2 separate regions of the Zea mays genome follow, and region 2 is linked to region 1. The links are chromatin contacts, called in public Hi-C maps. All regions are on one chromosome and are shown on one strand. The core of a region is the stretch at or near the end of the contact, and the rest is flanking DNA. Distances in the headings are between cores, read along the strand shown. Region 1 holds the start of LOC103646012 (putative ABC transporter C family member 15). Region 2 holds the start of LOC103646014 (sirohydrochlorin ferrochelatase, chloroplastic).

Region 1 (6,060 bases), core at 1,749-4,248:
TGTTGCCTTCATTCTGTTGTCTTTGGCAACCATGATTTTGGCTTGCAACCTCTTTTGCATTCTGGTTAGTGGAATATTGCAAGCCATTATTGCTAATGTCGCTGCTAAACCAGCCCAGGCCCCGACCCCTAAGTTTGTATGGAGCACATAAACAGCTAGAGAAAGTTGAATGGGTAGCATCCAGATATAGTTTGTATACCATATAACATCAGTTATCCTTTGTATATCCACACTCATGTAGTTTATGATCTCTCCACTAGTATGCTTCTGCCTTGAACTGCAGGATAAGCGAAGGCCCTTTTGATAGATGTGGGATATCAAAGCAGCTCGCAGCCGCATCCCAAGCTGTCGAGCTCCAAAAATCCACTGCCTCTGTGCTATGGTCTCCACAACTTTGGCACTTAGAAAAACAACAGCGAGAATATAACCTCTTTTGAGTCCATATTGCCTCTCTCCTCCAAGGAATTTCACCAAATCATTAATCAGTGAGGGTCCGACATAGGATGCGCTGGCACTTAAAATTGCAAATCCTGCATTGATAATTGCTTTCCGTCCTATAAATAGAAACATTGCTCTATAGATCGATAAAGTACTTAAACCATGCCTGTGTTCAACATCACCTATGATCTTTTTAAATGAATCAGAAAGAAACTCAGCAGCGTCTTTGCCATCAACATCTGGCACCTCATTCTTCTCTAGAGGTTTCTTGTATCCGATAGAAAAGACGGGGTTCATCCAGGAGAAGGTGACAAGTTCAAGAATATTTGCTCTTCCATATGGGCATGGCCGTTTGACTTCTGCCTGCTGTCCCACAGATGGATTCAATAGTGCCTCTGTTACGCTGCTGTCTGTGAATCTGATTCCTGTTTTCCCCCTGACTGAAATTGCAAACAGATAAGTGCAAACAACAAGCATGCACATATCGATCCATTCTTCAAATCCTATATCTTCATGGGTTGCCAAAATTGACCTGAGATCAAATACAACGATGGCAACTGATTGTAGAAAGCTAAATATCCACCATGTCCGAATTACCTTTGGAATTTTTGTAGATTTTGCTTTCTGAAAACTGAATACTGCTAGTGACAATATTATCCACGATAGCACCTGCAAACCTTCACAAATAATAAAGGGTGGATACTTGCAATCACTTATTCTTTCATGTAACTGTAGAAATACTGCCCTCAGAACATGACTTCCTAGTATAAGCAGGCAACAAGCTTTGCATGCTTTGTATGAGATGTCCAGCTTTATATCTGTAATCTTGTGTTCCTGATGTTGTTTATTGCTTTCAGGAGCTGAACCCTTCAGTCTCTGTCTCCACCATCTGAATTTCTTGAACAGAAATTGAGCCAATATACTCATGATGAACATCAATTGTATCAGTGCAAAAGTGACCATCCAGAAGCAAGGTGAATATAGGTCTTGCCATTCTTGCATATGATGCAATATAGTAGAACCTGTAATAACAGTTTGCAAATTTCATGTCAAAAAACTTACGCAGGAATACATTCTTGAAGCATCATTTTTCTCTTGTGGATATAATAACATAGGAGCTAGTAGCTGCAATTATGTTACCGGTACTCAAGAAAAGTAGAAACAAACACGTTCTTGTGAGGACTGGACTTCAACTATTTCTTGCAAGCATTATTTAAAATTGTAGATAAGCTGCTAACCATAATCATTGAGAAATTGATTAGCATATAATAAATTGTTAGGAAAAGAGAACAATCAGCACCAATCATTATCATCATGTTTGGGGCGTAGTTCATCTTTGAGTTGGGCTATTCTATTTTTTCAGTTAAGATTTTCTATTTTTGTTGTTTTAGAAACACCAGGATAAGATTTGGCCACATCCAGGACTACAGGTCCATTCTGCTTTTTACTCCTGTCAAGAATGACTGGACAATGCAATTTTCAGTTTTTTTTTTTGGAACTTTCGTCCTTGATTGGCTGCCTTTTAAAGTAGTGACATGGACCACATGTGCTCAAACCTTTCACATTGGCGTTCTCCCTTTCCTGATGGTTTGCTCCCATGAACCAAAACTGGCTAACCGCCAATATTCATGTGCTGACAGAAACATTCTCCGATTGCACTATAAATGTTGGGTCGTTCACTATTCTTTTTCTAGCTACGGTATCTTGTAATGATACCTGAGGCTATAGGAGAAGTTATGTCCTTAACTCCTCGCGATGGAGGGAGTTGGACGCTAGTCATCAGATGGAGCAGAAAGCTAAGCACAGCCCATGACTTACTGTTCCCATCCCAATTTGCTATGTTACGTAAAAAACATACTTGGAATGAACGGACAATTTTTACCGCTGCCTGAGTTATTTTTCGGCCTTGTGATTATCATCTTATATATTGGGGTAAACAAATAGCTAACTCAAAATTACTAGGGCCATCGCACATCTGAACCATGTTTTCTTCATTGGCACAGTTGTAGTCTATGCTGCGCATTCTTCAGCGCCATTTGTTCTGTTTCTGTTCTCCTGATATTTTTCGCAGACATTGCAGAACCAAGGAAGCAGGAGAGGGAAAAGAAACTACAGGTGGGGGCAAACTGGAAAAACCACGGCGCGGTGGTGTGTAGCTAGCTGGCGCATGGAGTCAAGTCGTCTATATGTACATGTCTTGGAGGAGGCGAGGAGTGGAGCGGATTCAGACGACGTTTGCATGCAATTGGTGCAGGCCGCCGGGATGGATCGAAGGAAGCCTTACCTGACGGGTCATCGAGGAAGCCCCCCTGGATGAACAGCTGTTGCACCTGCTTGTTGGGAAGAATCCCCGCGAGAGCAGGCCAGTAGTGCAGGCCCCCCCTCTCCATCGTGTCGCCAGAGAGAGGGAATTGGAGTGGAGGGAAGTGAGACTGTGAGGGGCGGTGTACAAGTGACGATGATATAATAGGAGGGAGGTGGAGACTGGAGGTGCATGACCCCCTGTTTGTTGCGCTTTTGGCGTGGCATGGTGCGGTACGGTGGCCGCAGATCCCGAATATGCAGCTTTCAGTTTTCACAGAACGAGCCCGGCACGGCGGCACCACCTGTGGAAAAAAACAACACCGCTATAGCAGCTGCTACATTTTTTATTTATGATTGGCAGCAGTATGTCCTATTCTCCTGCAGGTTATTTTTTCTTATTTCTGTGCGTATACTAGCTAGCTTCCAGCTGAATATATTGCGGATTTGTGCACGATCAGTAGTTCTGCAGATGAAAATGATTTCTTTGAAATTAAATAACGCCTGTTCGGATCCTTGAATTGAATGCCATTCTAATAATAGTAATTTAGGTAAAAATCAATTAAACTAATATGATTTTATACCCCAGAAGCATCGGTCACGCATCATTCGTTAATTTACCCCAGAAGCGCATGCATGCCTTGACTTAGACACGTGCTAGTGCTACTGCTACGTACGCGGTGGCGTCATAGTCGCAAAGAAACGATTCGCGCGCGCCTGCTGAAAATACAATCTTTGATCTGCTTTTGCAGTAGATGCCAAGGAGTTAATGAAACGAGAGGTCGACAAAACGAGGCCAACGACGTACGTATCCTGTCCTGTCCTGTCCAAGCACATGCCTATCGCCGGTCGTCACCTATATATTATATTAACCATATTATACCGGCAGATGCTTGTGAGATGAAATCACAGAATCATCCCAGACGACCACGTCTGTCGACTACTGTCGTCCGTCGTGCAAAACAAAACGAAAAAAGAAAAAAGAAACAGGAGGTGGTGATGGTAGTGATGTTAAGAACTTTGTTATAAATTGAAGACAGGCAGGAAGACAAAGCCGGCCGCCGAGCCGAGCCGAGCGAGCAGCGGCACATGCAAGCAACCACACGCCTACGGCCTATGTACTACCCTCGTCGCCGCCGGCACACGCACATCGGCACATCTGAGTCTGGACATACAAGACACCGCGCGCCCATGCAGCAGCAGCACTGGACGAAACAAAAAAAAATGCGCGCGGGATACGTGTGGAAGGAGAGCGATCGCGCGAGACGGGAAAGCTTTGCATGCACATCTTTATTTGTGCTGCCTTTTTTTTATTTCTTTCTCTTTTTGCTCAGTGGTGGTGGGCTCACGTACTTTGGCATTATTTGCCAATTGAGTACTTGAGTATCCACTCTTTCCCGTACTAGAAAGAGACTGTGAAGTGTGAAGCCTGCTCGTCATGCATCATTAGCTTCCTTTTGCTGATCGACAGACGACAGCTAGCCTCAATTTGTCTCATCCTCTGACATTATTGGAGCGCATGCATTGGTGCATGTCGTCGTCGTCGTCGTCCTATACGGCTATATATATATATATATATATATATATATATATATATATATATATATATATATATATATATATATATATATATATATATATATATATATAGTATATGTATTTAGAGTCATATGCTCTATTTAACTATAGGAAGCCCCGATCACGTACCGACCAGGTGCGCGACCGCACCGGACCCTTTTTGGCTTATTGTACCTAACTGCTTACGCCAAAATATAATACGAGTTATGCTGATGTGTGTATCAGTTTATGCAAATATAGTCTGCGCATATTACGTGCATCGGGCCCACGATCCGGCCCACGCCACCACTATAAAAACACCCCCACGCCGCCAGGAATTAGGTTTTAGCGGCGGCGGCGGTTCTCTAGGGCGTGCGAGCGGCGGTGATCCTGGGGGCCAGCAGCGGTGTCACCTCGAGGCAGGCGACCGACGGCGGCGCTCCACCAGGAACGAGCGACAACGACGCTCCGAGGCAGGCGAGCAAGCGGTGACGGCGCTCTTGAAGCAGACGGACGACGGCAGCGCACCCTAGGCCCGGTGACAACGGCGGTTGTCCCGTCCGTCTCTGCGATGGCCACCGCCACCGCCGCTCCAGCATCTGTGGCGCGATGACGGATCTGGGGACACGCTCGCGACGGCGGATCCCTGAGGCGCGACGGCGGATCTGGGGACACGCTCGCGATGGCGGATTCCTGTGGCGCGACGGCGAATCTAGGGACACGCTGCGGCATCGGATCCCGAGGGCACGCACGCGGCGGCGGCCCCATGAGGTGCGCACGACGGCGATGTGCCAGCGGTCGCGACGGCGGATTTCCCTAGGCGCTAGCGACGACGGCATCCTCCCTAGGCACGAAGTGGTGGCGCATCCCAGATGCGAGGCGCTGGTTCCGCAGGACGACGATCCTATTTTTATGCTATTTTGTATACATATTTATGCCAATGTCAATAGGTTTTTATGACCTATATTTCAGTTCCATCTATTTGTCTGTTTCTGATATTTCTATTCATTTATGCTAAAATTTATACTCATTTACGCTGTTTTGGTTCACGATTTACACTTAAATCCGCTCGAGCCAGAACCAGTCATTTACGCTGTTTTGGTTCACGATTTACACTTAAATCCGCTCGAGCCAGAACCCGCGCACGATTTTTACGCCGTAATTTGTCCCCATTTGCCGTTACGAAATCAATCGATGATTTACGCTAAAATTCATACTCATTTACGCTGTTTTGGTTCACGTTTTATGCCGAAATCCGCCCGAGACAGCGCCTGTGGCGATTTTCATGCCGTAATTCGAGACCCATTTGTCGTTACGAAACAGATCGATGATTTACGATAAAATTTGTACTCATTTACGCTGTTTTGGTTCACGTTTTACGCTAAAATCCACCCGATCCAGAACCCGCGCACGATCGGGTGCACACGATTTTTACGCCGTAATTTTAGGCTCCGTTTGCTGTTACAAAACAGATATAGGAATTACGCTAAATTTCGTACTCATTTACGCTGTTTTAGCTCACGTTTTACGCTGGAATCCGCCCGAGCCAGAACCCGCGCACGATCGGTTGCATGCGATTTTTACGCCGTATTTTTAGGCCCCGTTTGCTGTTACAAAACAGATATAAGATTTACGCTAAATTTCGTACTCATTTACGCTGTTTTAGGTCACGTTTTACGCTGCAATCCGCTCGAGCCAGAACCAGATCGAGCGCGCGTAGATATACCTGACTGAGGCTTCCCATACTAATGGAAGGCTCCCATT
Region 2 (6,181 bases), core at 666-3,165, 240 kb after region 1:
CCGGTTCAAGAAATGACCGAGCAAGAAATTGAACTCATAAGACGTTTGTGTCCGGAGCGTGACCCTGCAGTACATGAATTTAGCAGTTTAAGTAATTCCACCCGTGCATATGCTGAAGGACGTGACGATGAACTGCTAGAGGCTCCGGATAACGCCGACAGCATTGAGATTAAGGTAGGCTTACTTTTCAAGGACCTGCCTACACTGAGACGATGGCTACAGGAATATTCTGTGAACCGCAAGAGACCGTTCAAGGTGAGACATTCGTATGCACAACGTCGTTACACCGTTGTGTGCGAGGTGTCGGAATGTAATTGGAGGGTATGTGCCCGAAGGCAGAAGGACACCGGAAAGTTTAAGATCACCAAAATTGTAGGTCCACACACTTGTGCCCAGACAGAGCTGAGCTCTAAGCATCGTCAGTTGACATCTACCCTGATTGCGAAAAGGATATTGGGGATATTGAAGGGTCAGCCAAACTTGAAGGTGAAGTCAATTATGACCATGACTTCAGAGCTGTTTGGTTACAGGATCAAATATGGGAAAGCATGGAGGGCAAAGCAGCGAGCATGGAAGATGATATACGGGGATTGGGAGGAGGGTTATGAGAAGTTACCAACATTGTTCAATGCAATGAAAGCAAAAAACCCAGGCATGCATTACGAGTACATCCCCAAACCTAATGAATGGAGGAACGACAGAGAGATATTTTTTCGTGCTTTCTGGTGTTTCTCGCAGTGCATAGAGGCCTTCAGGCATTGTCGTCCCGTGCTCTCTATTGATGGTACTTTTCTGCTTGGGAAGTATAAGAGCACATTGTTGGTTGCCATATCATGCAACGCAGACAACGCACTGGTTCCTTTGGCATTTGCTTTGGTGGAGAGGGAGAACAGAGATAGTTGGTCTTGGTTCTTGCGGCTTGTACGCATCCATGTCGTAGGCCCTGGACGCGAGGTTGGTGTCATATCTGACAGACACCAAGGTATTCTTAATGCAGTGCAAGAGCAGATTCCTGGCTACGCACCCATGCACCACAGATGGTGCACTCGACATCTAGCAGAAAATCTTCTTCGAAAGGACCATAGCAAGGCTAACTTCCCCCTTTTGAGGAGGTATGTCGACAGTTGGAGGTTTCGTTTTTCGAGGATAAGTTGAAGGAACTAAAAGATGCAACAAATGCTGAAGGTAAGAACTGGATTGCTGGATTGCTGAGGGAACCGCAGAAATGGACAAGGGCCTATGACGAAGGTGGCTGGCGGTTCGAGTTTCAGACTAGCAACATGGCCGAGTCATTTAACAGTGTGCTCAAGGGTATACGGGGCATGCCAGTCAATGCTATAGTAACATTCACTTTTTATAGGCTAGTGGCTTGGTTTAATGATAGACACGCGCAGGCCAAGGCAATGCAGACCCGAGGGCAGAGATGGGCACCTAAACCAACATCTACAGCAGGACTGAGCTCCTCGCGATCGACGCGGGACACGTTTGAGGACGTGGCCCACGACGACGAGGACGACGACGACGACGACGACGACGACGACGCTGGCGCTGGCACCGCAGGTCAGGTGGAGATTGGACCATCTCAGTTGCAGGATGCTCCTACAACTCAGCCATCACATCTGACACCACGTAGAAGACGTCCACGAGACCCTTACACTCCAGGCACCGACGCTCTTGGGGCCAAGGGCAAGGGTAAGACTAGGAGGAAATGAATACTTTTGTGATGTTGGTCTTATCCTGAAAACTGTGTGATGCTGGAGACGTTGGACTCATGCTGTGTTAGCTCGGCGCCACAGCCTATGGCGCCGAGCTTCGGGTCCAAACATGCAAATAAAATTTCTGGGGGTCCAAACGTAAATTTTTGTCACGAAAGGGGCTAAAAAACAAAAAATTCGGCTCCTTCTCCCCCTGACGAAACGTTTCACGTGAGCAAACCTGGGCGTATTCCTCTCTCTTTCCTCATCCTCATCCGAGTGGCTCTCTCCTTGTGCTGTGGCGGCGGCGGCGCCCGGCTCTGCTCGGACGGACTCCACCGAAGGCGCTCGGCTCCCCTCGGGCTGCACCTGCGACGGCCGGCCCTCTGACTGCACCGACGGTGCCCGCCCCCCCTCGGCATCCACCAGCGGTGCCCGGCTCCAAGGTATACAGCAGCGGCGCCCTGTGTCGAGATCTCCCTTGTCTCCCTTCCCTCTAGCGTTTTCCTGATTTGAGTGACAAGATGATTAGAAGCTGTTGTTTTATGTGTTACCCAAGATTTAAATAAGCTAGTGTTAGAAGCTGGTGTTTTATGCTATCAAATGAACTAGTGTTAGATCGGCTTTATTACATAAGCGGATTCCTAAATTTTGTCCCATATCGTGGTATAATGAAGCAGTTTTTTTTAGTTGTATCGACCCAGTCGCTCACTAATTGATCTTTACGGTGTTTTCTCTATCAATTTCAGCTTTATCCATAGAATAGTAGTATAGGCTCTACTTTCTTCCTATTTTGATTCTCGTGAAGTGTCCTTCCTTCCTACAGCTGATAGGGTAAAATCGTTGTTTTGACGATCCCTATGTAGAAAGCCCTCTTTTCTAGTATTCACTAGAAAATTTCCTCCTTTCTTTTTTTTCTTCTTTCTATAGTGGAGATAGTCGCAGCCGCTGTTGGATGGAGATCGTAGTTATTTTGATGTGTTATGTTATCTTAAACAAATGTTCAGGTTTAGATGTGTACTGTTATCTGAAACAAATATTCAGAACTGAAAATGTTGAATCTGTTAAAGTGCACATGTTACTAGTTTCTGTTATTGTGCACAGGCTGCAAATGTTCAGCACATGTGGCCGCAATGTCCACAGGTTTCAAATGTCCCAACTGGACCTCGCCCTCACGTACGGGAGTGCCCAGGACTTGTCAATATATGCCAGCTGTGCGGCGAGCCCGAGCTGAGCGGCGTATAGATTTCTTGCCCTTGATTCGATCAAGGGCAAAAGTGTCCGGTCACTAGCTGCTAATATAATAAAATAAGGTTATGTTTGAAATAACCCCTAAGTGACATTTTGTCTGCAAGACAATGTTTGAGAATGGTGGATCAGCGAAACATGTTTACATAATGGCATTTGGGTGAAACACAGTTCCCATAATAGCATAAATCCAAATTTCTCTCCAGCAGTCCCCGCCGCCACTCCGACCGTCCTCTAGCAGCTCCGTCCGGTGGTCCGGCCAGCTGCCTAGCTCCCTCCGACCGTCCGGCCAGCACCGCCTCCTGCTCGCGGTCTCGCCCAGCTCCTCCGCCCTCCGCTGAGACGCAGATCTTGGTGCGGCAGGGCACCACAGAGGCTGTGCGTGTGTTGGTGGCCTGGTGCTAGCAACCGAGGTACACGCTCCCAGCTCCCCATGGCCCACTTGATTTTGCCTGTTTATGCGCTCCGTTGTTTTTTGGGCAATTTCAGAGCATTGTCAGCTATTGGCTTAGGGTCAAAGTCATAAATGCCGCTACCACACTTGGAAGTGCACTTACATCTTCTGATCGTCCCATTCATCTATTATATTTTTGTTTCTTTCTTTATAGTTTTATGTTTTAATTAGCTTACATCATCAGTGTTTTGTCTGTCTATAATAAATTTCAACTGTTTCTAAGCTCACATTTCATAATCACAAGCCTATTGTCAAATCTGGTGCTAGTTAACTGCTGAAAGATACTACCTTAAATATATGATGTCGTTGATTTTTTTTTGAAAACTTTGACCTATCGTCTTATTCAACAAAAAATTTGAAATATTATTTATTTTGTTATAATTTGTTTTATCACTTAAGGTAGTTTGAGCGTGACTTGAAATTTTAGATTCTCAAATAAATATTTCGAATAAGACGAGTGGTCAAAGGTTTTTAAAAAAGTCAATGACGTTATATATTTAAAAACGGAGGGAGTACTATGGATCATGAATGATGTATTGTATGCAAATCGGCTCGGGGCGTCACTAAATCCTGGATCCGCCACTGGACGCAGAGCCAGTGTCCAGCCTGCCAGCTCAGCCCGGCGCCAACCGCCCAGCGGCTGGCTCGGGCAGCGGCCAGTGGCCAACAGCCGACAACCATACCTCGTTTCGTCGGCGTCCTCCGCCACTGCCCCCAACTATGCACCCTGTTCCAGTCCCCTCCCAGCCCTTTACCGCAACTCCTGCAAAAAAACTTGTTTCAAGGTGATCCATTTATCTAACCTCTTGGCAAATTGTGCGATCTGCTATTGTTCCTGTGTCTCTGCTTCTCATAACGTATCTGTTTTTTCTTGGCATTAGGAGCACTGCTGTGAGGAAGGCCATCCATTTTGTCAACCTGCGGACAGCTGGAAGGTCTAGTGGAAACCTGGCTATGAACTCCGTACCGAAACCAGCACTTGGGTCCGAAACATCTTGGAGGGAGGATTTTGCTGTGGGGGATAAGGATGCTGTGGTCATTGTTGATCATGGGTCAAGACGCCAAGAATCCAATCTCATGCTAAGTAATAAACCTGATTTTTTTGCAAGGCATATCTTTTGCAATCATGGTGCTTTTACTGTGTCTTGATTTGTGTATTAACAAATGCAGATGACTTTGTTGAGATGTTCCGGGCGAAGACTAGCTATAGTATTGTTGAGGCTGCTCATATGGTATTTTTTGTCGCTCTAGCCTTTTTATACCTTCTGTTTTTTCTTTGTGAGAAAGGGAAACATTTAATTTATTAATGCACTTAAAGCTTCTAGAACCATCCATGTTTTTTTTGTACAAATCAGTACCATGCCTGTTCGATTGGGAAATTAATGCTGCTGATTGGACTCAGTTAAGTGCAATATTAAGGGCCTGCTTGAATCATTGAAATTGAAATTCATTCTAATAATTATAATTTTAGGCACAAATCAATTAAGCTAATATTTTTGTATGTAGAATCTATGTTTTCTGGTCGCTCGACCAGCTAGTCGAACTGGGAGACCGACCAGCGACTAATCTCGATTAGTCGTCGACTAGGTCCGACTAATCGAGCTCTGGTCGACCTGGTCGTTTACTGGTCGTCCTGTTCATCCAGGAGACCAGGACCTATGTATATACTATATAATATATACTATTATACTATATAGTAAATAATTATATAACTATATAGTATATATGAACTTCATATACTATATTATGAAGGATAGGGTAAACATGACATGAATTCAGCAATACTGAAAAGTGAAAACAGCAGAGAAACACTTACTAGTTATTAATACTACAAGTCCCAGATACCATAACAGTACCACACAACACACATTACCACCCAGTTACCTAAAGAAGATCTTCATCCAACTGAAATTCATTACCGCTGCCCACAACTTGTGATTCTGGGAAGATCACCTCAACATTATCCTGATGGCGACGACCAAACTCTGTACAAGAATAAGGAATAAGGATGGACTGATGGACTGATGGAGTACAAGAATAAAAATTCAGAAGTCCAGTCCAGATTACACTATTACAGAATGACACAGAAGACAGCACATACAAGGATGGATGATTGAAGGATGAAGGATGAAGATTGAAGAACAGAACTACACAAAAGAATACCTCCAGAAGATGAACTCATGCCGACGAAAAAAACTGGATTCGCGCGTGCTGGAGATTGAAGGATGAAGGATGAAGTCTGGAGTCCGTCGGTGAACTGGATTCGCGCGTGCTGGATTGGAAGTCTGGAGTGGAGCAGTGGACTTTGGAAGCCTGGATTCCAGAACAAGAACTCAAGAACAGCCGCCGAGCAGGTAGGGAATTAGGGAAAGGGAAATAAAGAGAAGACAGAACAGGCGGCTGAGGTTCCATCTTCAGTAGAGGCGGCTGGCGTGTGGCGTTTCAACTGCCTGTAGTCGGGCCGCCCGCCAAAAAAGCCCACGAAGCCAGGAAATCAAAAAACCTAGGTCCTAAACCTAGTCGCCCAGAACCGGCTAATCGAGCGACTAATCGGCCCTAATCGTCGACTAGTCGGACGACCAGGGCGACCAGGTACTCTAGTCGAGTCGGCTGCCTAATCGAGCTCTGCTAACCGACTAGCCCGATTAATCGCGACTAATCGCGATTAGTCGGACGACTTGAAAACACAGTGTAGAATATATTTATATACTATTGTTGGCCATATAAGGAGCGAGCATTTTTGCCCTAGGGGAGCAAGCTGAAGAGTGTGCTATAGTTGGAGTGT

Evidence for each region. Hi-C and Micro-C count contacts between places; a contact is called where the count stands out from the background.
Region 2: a Hi-C map of leaf shows a contact between it and region 1, with 5 times the contacts expected there. The contact joins the promoter of LOC103646014 here to the promoter of LOC103646012 in region 1. A contact is called at or near these places in 2 of 25 Hi-C or Micro-C datasets (leaf and tassel).

The regions. Positions count from the first base shown.
Region 1 is chr2:14,412,815-14,418,874 of Zm-B73-REFERENCE-NAM-5.0, forward strand. It overlaps LOC103646012 (putative ABC transporter C family member 15), which reads right to left and starts at 2,999. Exons shown (of 11, transcript XM_008670752.3): 1 at 2,723-2,999; 2 at 1-1,460. The coding sequence starts at 2,828.
Region 2 is chr2:14,655,650-14,661,830 of Zm-B73-REFERENCE-NAM-5.0, forward strand. LOC103646014 (sirohydrochlorin ferrochelatase, chloroplastic) reads left to right here and starts at 1,916. Exons shown (of 9, transcript XR_004856152.1): 1 at 1,916-2,140; 2 at 3,152-3,355; 3 at 4,278-4,480; 4 at 4,567-4,628. It overlaps LOC111590820 (a long non-coding RNA gene), which reads right to left and starts at 6,022. Exons shown (of 2, transcript XR_002749932.2): 1 at 5,560-6,022; 2 at 5,182-5,381.